Regions from separate parts of the Gossypium hirsutum genome. Here region 1 is linked to region 2. A link is a contact called in public Hi-C data. All regions are on one chromosome and are shown on one strand. Each heading gives the region's core, a stretch centred on a gene start, on an enhancer-like site or on the middle of the called end of the contact. The rest is flanking DNA. Distances are from core to core; before and after follow the strand shown.

Region 1 (5,776 bases), core at 392-2,891, 430 kb before region 2:
AAAGCTGATCCTGCAATATTTCTTTCTTTTTAATATAAGATTCTATTCCAAGTTTTTAAAAAAAATTTAATTAAAAAGAAAAGAAAAGCAAAGACAATCCATGTTCCTCCAAATCCATATCCAAATTTAATTAATTATTATTTTATTTTATTTAGTAGCACTAGACACCAACGTCCAAGACTATGTGTCTGCTATCTTTGATTTTTTTTATTTTTAGAGAATATATTTTCCTAGGCGCATCCAGTCGTTGGATGATCTGATCTGGGGGGAGTGGGATATAGAAAGGGGTATATTTCCAGCTGTCCACCCATTTTCTACAACTAGTTTGTCTCCAATCTCCTTCATATCTATCCCTTAAAAACCCTTAAAAATTCTAGATTCTGATCTACTCTACCCAATCAAATTAACCCACTTGTAGCTCCATTGGAAAATTCGTTACTTGGACCTTTTTCTGCTGACCAGGAATTCTAGAAATATTGAAAGGAAGGAAGAAAACAATAAAAGAAAATGAAGGTTTTTCGTTTATGATTAGGAAAATGATACTGTCTAAGAAGCCGCCTTCTAATCCGGGATTAAAGTTAATAAAATTTTTGGATTAATTATTAGGCTTCCTCCGGTACATACCTTAAAAAATAGAAAAAATGTTAATTTTTAAAAAGGTCAAAAATACATTTGTAGCTAAAAAAATTGCAATTATAGAAGGTGTTCCCCGGTCGGGTCCACTTAAATACAGTTGTACAAGCAGTAGTAGTAGTGGCCTAATTTTGTGTTAACATGGCTGGCATAGGCAATCCACATAACTGGTGGCATCAATATAATCAATACACATGCAGTGCAACACCTTACCAGGAAAACGCCAGCAAAATTGCAGTAAGAGTTGGTTTTTTAGGCTTTCTTGTGTTTGCACTCCACCAGTAACTTGCACAGAGTAGTACGTTCCCTATGATTTGAGCGGTGCAGAGAGAGACTGATGCAGCCACACCCAGTTCAAAGGCATCACTCTTTCCAGGCAAGAAACACATCTTTCCATCCAACTTCAAATCAACCTTCTGGAGAATTAAACCAATTAAAAACCCTTATCAACTAATAATAGCAAGGAATGAATTAATTTATATACATACCTTGGATCTCTTTGCCTCAGCAACCAGACATGCGGCGAAGGAGACAAGGCCGAGGGAGGCAAGGACAGAGAACGTTAAGACGCAACCAAGTGGATGTTTTCCCATATCGCAGGTGGCCGCTTTGTGTTGGGAAGTTGGAAGTTAGTGAAGAGAAGAGGTGGTGGCGGTGATCAAATATCCAGCTCCTGTTTCTGTGCGGTGGGGTGGGGGTGGGAGCGAGCTTTCTTGGGGTTCTTACAAACAATTGTTTCATTGACATTGCTTGTAAGGAGAGAAACCATGCATGTCTCTGTCGCTGTCCCTGTCCCTAGTTGGAAGTTGTTTAGATTATATGGGAAGTTTTTGGATGGGTGAAATCTGAACCAACACTTTCTTATTAAATTCCACCACCTCAAGAGTGAGCATTAAGTTACCACCGAGTATAACTGGCACTTTCTTCTCCTCTCTTTTTCTTGCTATATTCCGCAATGGCGAATTGGCTGTTAGACTTTGATTTATTTTAAATGGGCATTGTAAGTAGAATAGAATAAATGAATGATAATATATATAATAGCATCTTATTTGATAATAATTCCTAAGCTCATATTTTTTAATAAAATTATTTTAGAAAGTATAATTATATAGTGATCGTGGAATAAAAGAAAATTCTGTAACATGTAATTCATTTTTTAATATAATTAAAACACTATGATGGGTAAATAGAATAATAATCGTTTTGAAAATCTAGACTATTTTAAATAATTGATTATTTCTATTTAAATTTTAAATTTTTTATATTTATAAATCATCCGGGAGCTCGCCTTGGAAATTAAGGACCTCTACCTTAAGAACGGGCCTCTTAGCCTAGCTAAGATAATATTGAGTTGATTAACTATTAATAAACATTAAAAATGATTTCTTAAAGTAGGGAATGTTTTTATCTTTTCATATTCTATATAAAATTTATAAAATACAATTTAGACTGAATAAAAAAAAAAAACTCACAATAATACAATTTAACCATGACACTAAAATTTTCAAAACCTTAGACTTTATTATATTTTTATAGGGATAAATATTAAAATTATATATGAACTATAATTTAATTGTAATTGTATACTTGAATTTTGATTTTGTGTAATTTTAACATAAAATTTTGATTTGATTCAATTCTTGTAAATTATTAACACAATTATGGATATAACATCGTTTTTTGTTTATATACCGCATGCATAAATAATTATAGTTATTTAATATAAAAATAAATTAATGAATTTATTTCTTTAAATGTGTATGATTTAATCAAAATTAAAATTTTAAGCATAAACATTTTATCCATTGCCTTTCTCGCCTTTCTCCATTTTTATCCATTGCGTTTTTCCTTTTTATCTCATCTAAAGCATAAACATTTTACTTGAAAAACCTTAAATAAAAATAAGAAATAACAATCCATAACCTAAATCCCCATAAACCACACACTAACGATCATTTACTTCAAAACCAAATGCAATAAAATCCGACATTCACTCATTATACTTAAAGTGTTCAATACTAAATGAAAATTTAAGTGTAAGGCATAGAAAGATATTTACCATAAGTTTGCCCAAATACAAACATGGCTGATGAATGTACATGTTACTCAATTTGTCATAATTCTATATTATTATTAGCTAGTTGATGGAGTTTTTTTCTTTTTTTTTTTGTTTACGGATTTAAGAGTAAAACCCTATGAGACTAGTAGTCTTGAAAATACGATCACATTGCGAGTTACCATATCCTTAACAGGAACATGTTTAATAGGAATTTATAAGGGTTGGGTGCAAACATCAATAAGAGGATACATTCCTTAACCCAATTACCCTTATAAAAATCTACATTCATGCCATTCCTTACATTCTAGATAAAACCATCACAAATCCTACGCCAAATACCACAAATTCTTTTCCATAACCATGACACATTACCCATATATAAGGATGTAGGTAGATTTCCCCTCAATTTATATTTGGTTCTGAAAACCTAAACCCATAACTAATTAGGTTTCTTGATAAGATTAAAACCAATTTTTACGAGGAAAGCATCATTTGGACAATCAAGCTTGTTAAAGCTAATGCTGCCACGTTTTGGAACTTTGCAGAGATCATTCCACTTGAAAAGATTTATCCCTTTCTTCTCCTCAATGTGTCCCTACACAGAGTTACAAATAATTTTATCAATTTCAAAGCAAACTCCCTTCGGAATAACATTCTATTGCATTATATAATTATGGATAGTTGCTAACATTGCTTTGCCAATAACCGCCTCCGAACGTACTAACATCCAGAGTAGAAATCCTATACAAAAGATACAAAAAACAGCATCCGCAAGTGTACGATTTAGGTTGTAATATAGTTACAACGGAGTAGGTGAGTACTGCAAGGATTGTACCCAAGGGAGCCTAAACATGAATAGATTTAATTAGTACTTTAATTGGATTATATTATGAAGAATAAAAAGAACGGTTTTGGTAAACTATATTAATAATAATAAAAGAAAGTAAAGAAATAAATAAAACACGAGAAATCAAAAAGTAAAATATATCAAATCTGGTCATGGGTGATTAGCTTGCTTCGGTAGTCATAATCAACTGTCACTTTAGGTTTTCTCATTTAATCAACTAGTCGATATCCTAGAAGATCTTCTGGTCTTCTACTAGAATAATGAGTCGGCAATAAATATTTATCTCTTGACCTCACAGTCCAGACCGATTTAGGGTTAAGGTGTTTACAGATAGACCACACAAAATTTAGGTTGATTCCCACCTTAATGACTTCCTAGGGTTATCAGGCCTAGGTTTAGGCAGGGGCGAAGCCAGAAAATTTTTTTAGGGGGTCGAATGAAATTTTAATTTTTAATAGTCTATATCATTATAATTTTTAAATGATTAAATCATTTTTTATAATTTTTATAGTTTTTAATAGCGTAAATAGCAATTTTCCATTTTAAGAAGGGTTGGGGCCTTTGCCAGCCCCCCTAGATTCGCCTTTGGGTTTAGGTTTTTCCTTTCCTGAACAACTGATTCATTAAGAAACCCTTACAAAATAGTTAATTAATCATACCTCCACTCGCTAATCCCCCACAGGAGGATTAGTTCCTCATGGATCTAATAAATAATATAAACTTGATAGAAAGAATAAACATGAAGAATAATTCAAGAGAATAAAGTTTAGAAGAAGCTTGATTTGTATTTAGAATTAAGTGTTGAATTCTCATAGAGTTTGGTTGTGTTTCACAAATTTGATCTCCCCACAAAAGCAAATAACAAGAACTGAAATAAAATTTAAAACCTAAGAAAAAGGAGAAACTAAAGACTAAAACTAAAGAGAAAACTATACAATATCAAAGTTGTCCATAACATGTGTTAAATTAGCCTATTTATAGATTTTAGAGTAGTCGTCGTCCATAACCCTAGGTCAGTTGTTGTCCCCGTGTTTACTATTTTATTGTGCGGAGTAAAACGCCCCTGACTTATAATTATTTCCCATACAGAGGTGATGTCGTGACACACAAGGTCCTGTGTCACAATATCGAGGGTAGTATGCTCCATCTTCAGGGTGTCTTCAAGGGTGTATCGCGACATCCCCAAGTTATTTCGTGACATCCCTAGGTTATGTTGTGACATCGAAGGGAGTTCTGGAATTCTTGTATTCTGCTCCCTGTGTTGTGACACCCAATGCTTCGTGTTGTAACACAATGACTAGTATCGAATTAATACGCCTTTTAGTGGTCTCCTATATATTCACAAAGTATATTAGCTCACATTTAGGCCTTATTCAGCCCCTAAGGTCAATAAAACACTCAAATTACACACTTTATTAAATTTAACTAAAATTGTGAAAACATAATTAAAAGGAAACCAAAATGCTTATGTTCAAGCTCCTAATGTGCGAAAACTAGTTTAATTTGCTACACCAAATTACGACAGATCAACCAACATGATTCTACCTGCTAAAGAAAGCATCTTAGCCTTTCACCCTATTAATTCTTTCATTGTGTTATCAATAATGTACTGAAAAGTTTCTTTTGTTACCCTCTGATGTAAAAGCGGAACACCTAGATACTTCACCAAATTACCAACATGAGAGAACCCTAAGCCACAACTGATATTCTCTTTCAAATCATGGAAAACATTTTAATAGAAAAATATTTGTGTTTTCTGTACATTAACACTATTGCCAAAATTGGTACAAAAGCTCTCAAGAACCCTTTCCATAATCAATATCTAGTCAATTGACGCTTCACTAAACAACACCAAATTGTCTGTAAAGAAGAGATGAGAAATACCATGACCATTCCTAGAGAGCTTTATAGGTTTCCACACCTCTTTCTGGTTTCAACATTTATAGTTTGAGCCAAATGCTCCATACAAAGAACAAATAGATAGGGTAAAATAGGATTACCTTACCGTATGCCTCAAGGTGGGGTAAAGACATCAGAAAGATTTCCATTCCAGATAACTTACATGGTAGCGAACTAACAAAATGCAAAATAAGCTGTCAAATAGTACTTGGAATGCTAATATCAGTGAAAGTATCCTCAATGAAGCCCTAATCAAGTTTGTTGTAAGCTTTTTCCAAGTCAATCTTAACAAGCATCAATGTTTTCTTGTCAGATTTCCTAGGCATAGAGTGAATGAT
Region 2 (5,716 bases), core at 728-3,227:
AATTATAATCTCATTGGCTAGAGAACACTTTCATGCTCATACCTACAATATAAATACGTGACAATTTCTTCAATATTTTCATTAAAAAGTTAATCTTAATATCACATTGACTAGATAGCTCACTTCTTCACTATTTATAAATAAGAGTAGTGGTAATTATAATACAATACTAATACTACTCACATAGTTCACTTCTTTACTATTTATAAATCTGAATGGCAGTGATTATAATGCAATACTAATACTAAGATTCTATACTAGTACTTCGATTTTGCAAATAAATTATGGTGATTCTAATAGAGTGCACTTAAAGTTTACAAATGGTTATTTTTTATTTAAAGAATTAAAAAATAATAATAAGACATGTAGTAAAATTTTAGCCCTGCTTATGGAATAAAAATTTTTAACCACTCATATATCAAATAATTACCTTATAAAAGAATATAAATTAATTAAATATATCTTTTAATTTAAATACAATAAACTCATACATCTCTAATTAACAATATTATTAATTAAAAGCACATGGATTGTTTTATAATTATAATCAATATTACCATTTATACATATTAAATTGTTCAAATTTATTTATTAAATAATTTATTATTAAATTCAAATTTTGATAGATTTTCATAACTTTTAGGATTATAATTAATTTATACACTTTGTAATCTCCTGCATGCACTAGTGTATATATAAATTCTATGGTGAAAGTATTATAAAACTCTTTGTACTATATTTTAGATTGCATTTTAGTCTTTTTATTGAAAAAATGTGCAAATTAGCCTTTATAAGTTAGATTAGTAGACAAAACAATCCATTCGTCAAAATTTGGTGTTTATACATAAGGTATAATAATAAATTAGCTCTCAACCTCTACACATTTATTGAATTTGACCCATACCCTTTTCTTGAAAGTAAGGTAGAAAATTTTGAAACTAATAAGACTAAAAGATCAAAAAAGGCCTTAGTAAGAAATTTAAAAAATCAATTAAGTCTTTTTAAAATTTAAAAATTATTAAAAATCATAAAATTTTAAAAAATATTTATAAAAAAATTTAATAAATTATATAAATTTTATTAAAAGATAACGATACTGATCCTTATAAGATTTTAAAAAAAAATTGAACGTATTCTTCACAATTTTCATGTATCTTACTCTGATTTGGAAGCTACGCTTGCAAAGCGAGAGACATTTTAGATCCCTCTGTTTTGCAAATTGCATTTGTTTAAGTTTGCATGGTTTTGGGCCAATGCCTACATCCTTTATTCAAAAAATAATATATAAATCTAAAACCAATTATAAATTTATAAAAATATATAAATATAAAAAATTAGAAATTTATAATATATATATATAAATCGATAAAATTGCTAAAAGAACCACATCTAAATTCACTCTGCATTTTATACTTTCCTATTAAGTTAAATGTTTTTTTTTTAATTTTTTAATTTATATTTTTCTGAATTTCAAAATAATAACATTAAAAAACTAAAAATATATAAAATTAATAATAAAAAATTACATCTTGAACGAGTCTAGGTTGATTCTTGATATGAAAAAAATATATACTTTTTGACCTTTTAGCCTTATTAGTTTTAAAAAGTTATAATTTATTTTTAATAAAAAAATAGAGGTCAAATTGAATAAACGTGTAAAGATTGAGGGCTAAATTTGTTATTATACCTTATATATAAACAACAAATCTAAACGAAGGGATCATTTTTTCTACTAATCTAACGTATAAAAATTAATTTACCTATTTTTTAATAGAGAAATTAAAATGCAATATAGAGTATAGTAAAGTATAGTAAAAGGGTTTTCTGGTCTAGATAAATGGATGGATGTGGATGGTGCAATACTGCGTCAAGATATATATAAAGGCAAGCCCATGTTTGCGTGGCCTAGCTACAGCTATTTAGTTTTGACTTTATAAGAGATAAAGTGACCTTAGATTCCTTAATAGAGTTGTTATTGCTATTAGAGTATACACGCTTTAGATGTAGGAAAGGAAGATACTTCCCTGCCAATTAGAGCTAATTTATATCTTGCCAATCTTGAGACGCCTAAAACAGAGCATCCATACCCCTCCCAGTATATTACTTCAATTGTGTTCCTAAAACCATAACTTAAAGAAGAAAAATCCTCCGAATGTTGACACTGATTGATGATCAGACACTCCCAACCAAATGGCCCCAAAATCAAAGTTCTCAACTAGTCGGGAACGAGCAACCCATCCGCTGGTGTGGTGTGGTGCTATCATCTGCACCGTCTTGACCATAGCAGTCATCATAGGAGGCATCGTTACCTTCATAGGATACTTAGTTATACATCCCAGGGTGCCGTACGTCAGCGTCATGGATGCTTACCTTGACCATATCCAGATTGATTATGCGGGTATTCTGGAAATTCAGGTAACCATACTAATTCGAGCCAAGAATGGGAACGAAAAGGCGCATGCAAGCTTCTCGGATTCGAGTTACAGCCTAAGCTTGAATAGGGAAGTGGTAGCGCAGCTGGTCGCACCACCCTTTGAAGTAGGTAAGAACAGTTCGGTTGATTTTAATTATGTAGTGCCATCTTCACCCATACCCTTAAGACCAGATCAAGCAGAGGATGTGGACGCGGGTTTGAAGAAAGATTTGATTATATTCGATTTGAAAGGCAGTAGCAGGGTGAGATGGCGAATAGGGAGCCTGGGTTCAGTTAGGTACTTGTGTCGTCTCGACTGCCAGTTGCGTTTCCATCCTTTGAATGGAACTTACATTCCTTCGCGCTGTAGTTCCAAGGCCAAATAATTTCCTCCTTTTTTTTTTTTTTGTTCTATATACATACATCTACATTGAATAGTGAAGCCTTTCCATTTTCTTTTGTATGCTCTGTTCTGTACATGCACCAAAGCAACGACAAAAGTTGTTTAATTAGGTATGTTTCTTAGGTAACACTAGATTGAATGCTTATATGTAAGACAATCAACTCCAGAAAAACAAATAAAATCAATGTGGAATTCTTGTTCATCCTCATGTGAGACTGAAGAGAGATGATATTAACAGCTTTGTAACAGAGAGTGGCTAGTCCGATTCAATCATGTTTACAAGGTTGCCGATGATTTTTGAATCAAAAAATTTACACATCCACTTCTTAGTAAACCACCTGGGTAATGTTTCTTATAGTGATGCCAATGTTGACTGATTTGTAGTTTTGTAGGGCTCAGCCCCTCTCCTTTTGACTTCAAAAAGAAAGAAAGAAATTCAATAGATAGTTTAAAAATGATAAAAGTTAAAAGAAAAAACAAATGATTTATTGTGAAATTATATATTATCAAAGATTTGAAAATTAAATTTACTTAATTTCATTTTTAGGAACATTTAACAAAGAAAGGCCATTCCCTATTTTATTTACGGAAATTGGTCACTTTATTTATTATTTACTGGAATGGGCCAAAAATATAAAAACACGTCCACGTAGGAGTGTTTTAAGGGGAAATTCCAGAAAGAGCGGCCTTGAGGGAGCGCTTTTTCTATGTCAGCAAAAAATGCACTGACGTGGACGCGCTTTGCTGACATGGCAAAAGCGCTCCTTCAAGGACACACTTTAGCCCGTGTTTTTCTAAGGTTAAGGCTATTTGTATTTTAGTGCCTAGGGTTTATGAGTTTAGGGTTTTAGTGGTTTAAGGTTAGGTTTTTGTTAAAATAATTTAGGAATTTATTTATTTAGGGTTTAAGGATTTTAAAAAATAAATTAGGGTTTAGGAATTTAAAAAATAAATAAATTAGGTTTAGGGTTTTTTAGAAAATTAATTAAATTAGGGTTTAGAACTTTTTAAAATAATTTTGTGTTTAGGTTTTAGGGTTTTTGTAAAAGGGTTTAGGGTTGAGTCTTGAAAAAATTATATTGACAAGATGGATTTTGTTTTTTTATAGTAGTTTCTGAAAAATTAATTTTGAGAAGACGGTTCTAAAAAAACAGTGACAAAAACGCTTCAAGCAAGATGCACTATTAGCAAAAGTACTGAAAAAAACTCCCACGTGGACGCTATTTTTCTATAGTAGTTTTTGGAAAAAAAAATAATTTTGAGAAGACAGTTCTAAAAAAATAATGTCAAAAACGCTTCAAACAGGATGCACTGTCAGCAAAATTACTAAAAAAAGCTCCCACGTGGACGCTCTTTTTCTACAGTAGTTTCTGAAAAAATAATTTTGTGAAGACGATTTTGAAAAAATAGTGTCAAAAACACTTCAAGCAGAATGCACTGTCAACAAAATTACTTAAAAAAGCTCCCATGTGGATGCTCTTTTTCTACAGTAGTTCCTGAAAAAATAATTTTGAGAAGACGGTTCTGAAAAAATAGGGTCAAAAACGTTTTAAGCAGGATGCACTATTAGCAAAATTACTGAAAAAAGCTCTTACGTAGATACTCTTTTTCTACAGTAGTTCCTGAAAAAGTAATTTTTAGTATCAAAAATGCTTCAAGCAGGATGCACTGTTAGCAAAATTACTAAAAAAACTCCCACGTGGATACTCTTTTTCTACAGTAGTTTTTGTTTGGCCTTAGACTATAAATGAGCCAAATTTTATTTTTCATGTTGCATAAGTTACAGCAAAAAAAATTAAAGAAGTTTAGAAGAATAGAAATTGAAGATGAGTGAACGTATTAGTGATGTTATTTACTATGATGGTGAGGTCTATGACACCGAGAAAGGCGTTATTTTTTTATCGGAGAACACAACACGAATGATTTTTAACCAAAACATAGATTTGATAGAACTTCGTAAAAGAATTAGGCGCAAAATTTTCGGAACGACGCCAATGAGAGTTTCATCTATTAAGTATCGATTTTGTGCTTCGGTTGATCCCGTGGCATATGACTCATTTGATATAAAAGGTGATTGTAGCTTGGAGGCGATAGTGTAGACTCATCTCGCTAGTAGATAACCCTATCTTGAGTTATATGTACAATTTTCATCGCTAAATTAAGCATGTGCAACTTCAATATCTATTGCTGTCCGAGAGGAATACACGACCCCTGCACGACATTCGGTTAGTGGATGAGATATGCACCTTGGTGGGTCGATGTTTGATGCTAGAAATACATACTAGGGAATATCATCAACTTCTAATGGCTGGCAATCCACATCTGATTGGGGACGTTACGAAACGTCCACAAAAAGGGATGATGTACTCCTTACGACATCCACCGGCGAGGGGACCTCGTAAGTTGCAGATGATTGTAGGTTGGGTAATAAGTCCGATGTGGATCCACCTCGAAAGTCCAGCCCCAATAGTGTAGAAGTTGCATTATTTTCTGAACCGGAGCATGTTCCAACCAAACCTAAAGATGGTGAATGAGGTATAGATAAAGAAGAAGAAGATCCGCGATTTATGACGTACTTGCCTTCAGTCCACATGCATAATGTCGATCTATCAACAGATAATGCGTTAGAGTTTCCAGATCTACCACACAAAAGGTATGACCATACAGGTTCACCGTTGGATTTGGGTGAATTGAAAGTTGGTAAGGAGTTTTCCAGTAAGGATAGTTTTCTCAGTGCATTGAAATAATATAGCTTCATGAACAGGGTTAACTATCACGTGGTTAAATCCAAGTCTGATAAGTTCGAGGCTAAATGTGCTGTGCAATATAGTACATGTTCATGAAAAATCATGGCTACGGTTAGGAAAAATACAAGGTTGTGAGAGATAAAGAAGTAAAAA

Evidence for each region. Hi-C and Micro-C count contacts between places; a contact is called where the count stands out from the background.
Region 1: a Hi-C map of leaf shows a contact between it and region 2, with 2.2 times the contacts expected there. The contact joins the promoter of LOC107929409 here to the promoter of LOC121204501 in region 2. A contact is called at or near these places in 13 of 34 Hi-C or Micro-C datasets (anther, callus, hypocotyl and 2 more).

What each region holds. Positions count from the first base shown.
Region 1 is chrA08:109,965,146-109,970,921 of Gossypium_hirsutum_v2.1, reverse strand. LOC107929409 (protein MODIFYING WALL LIGNIN-2) reads right to left here and starts at 1,641. Exons shown (of 3, transcript XM_016860822.2): 1 at 1,122-1,641; 2 at 847-1,046; 3 at 1-10. The coding sequence starts at 1,226.
Region 2 is chrA08:109,533,002-109,538,717 of Gossypium_hirsutum_v2.1, reverse strand. It overlaps LOC121204501, which reads left to right and starts at 1,977. Exons shown (of 1, transcript XM_041074385.1): 1 at 1,977-3,018. The coding sequence starts at 2,191. The coding sequence ends at 2,799.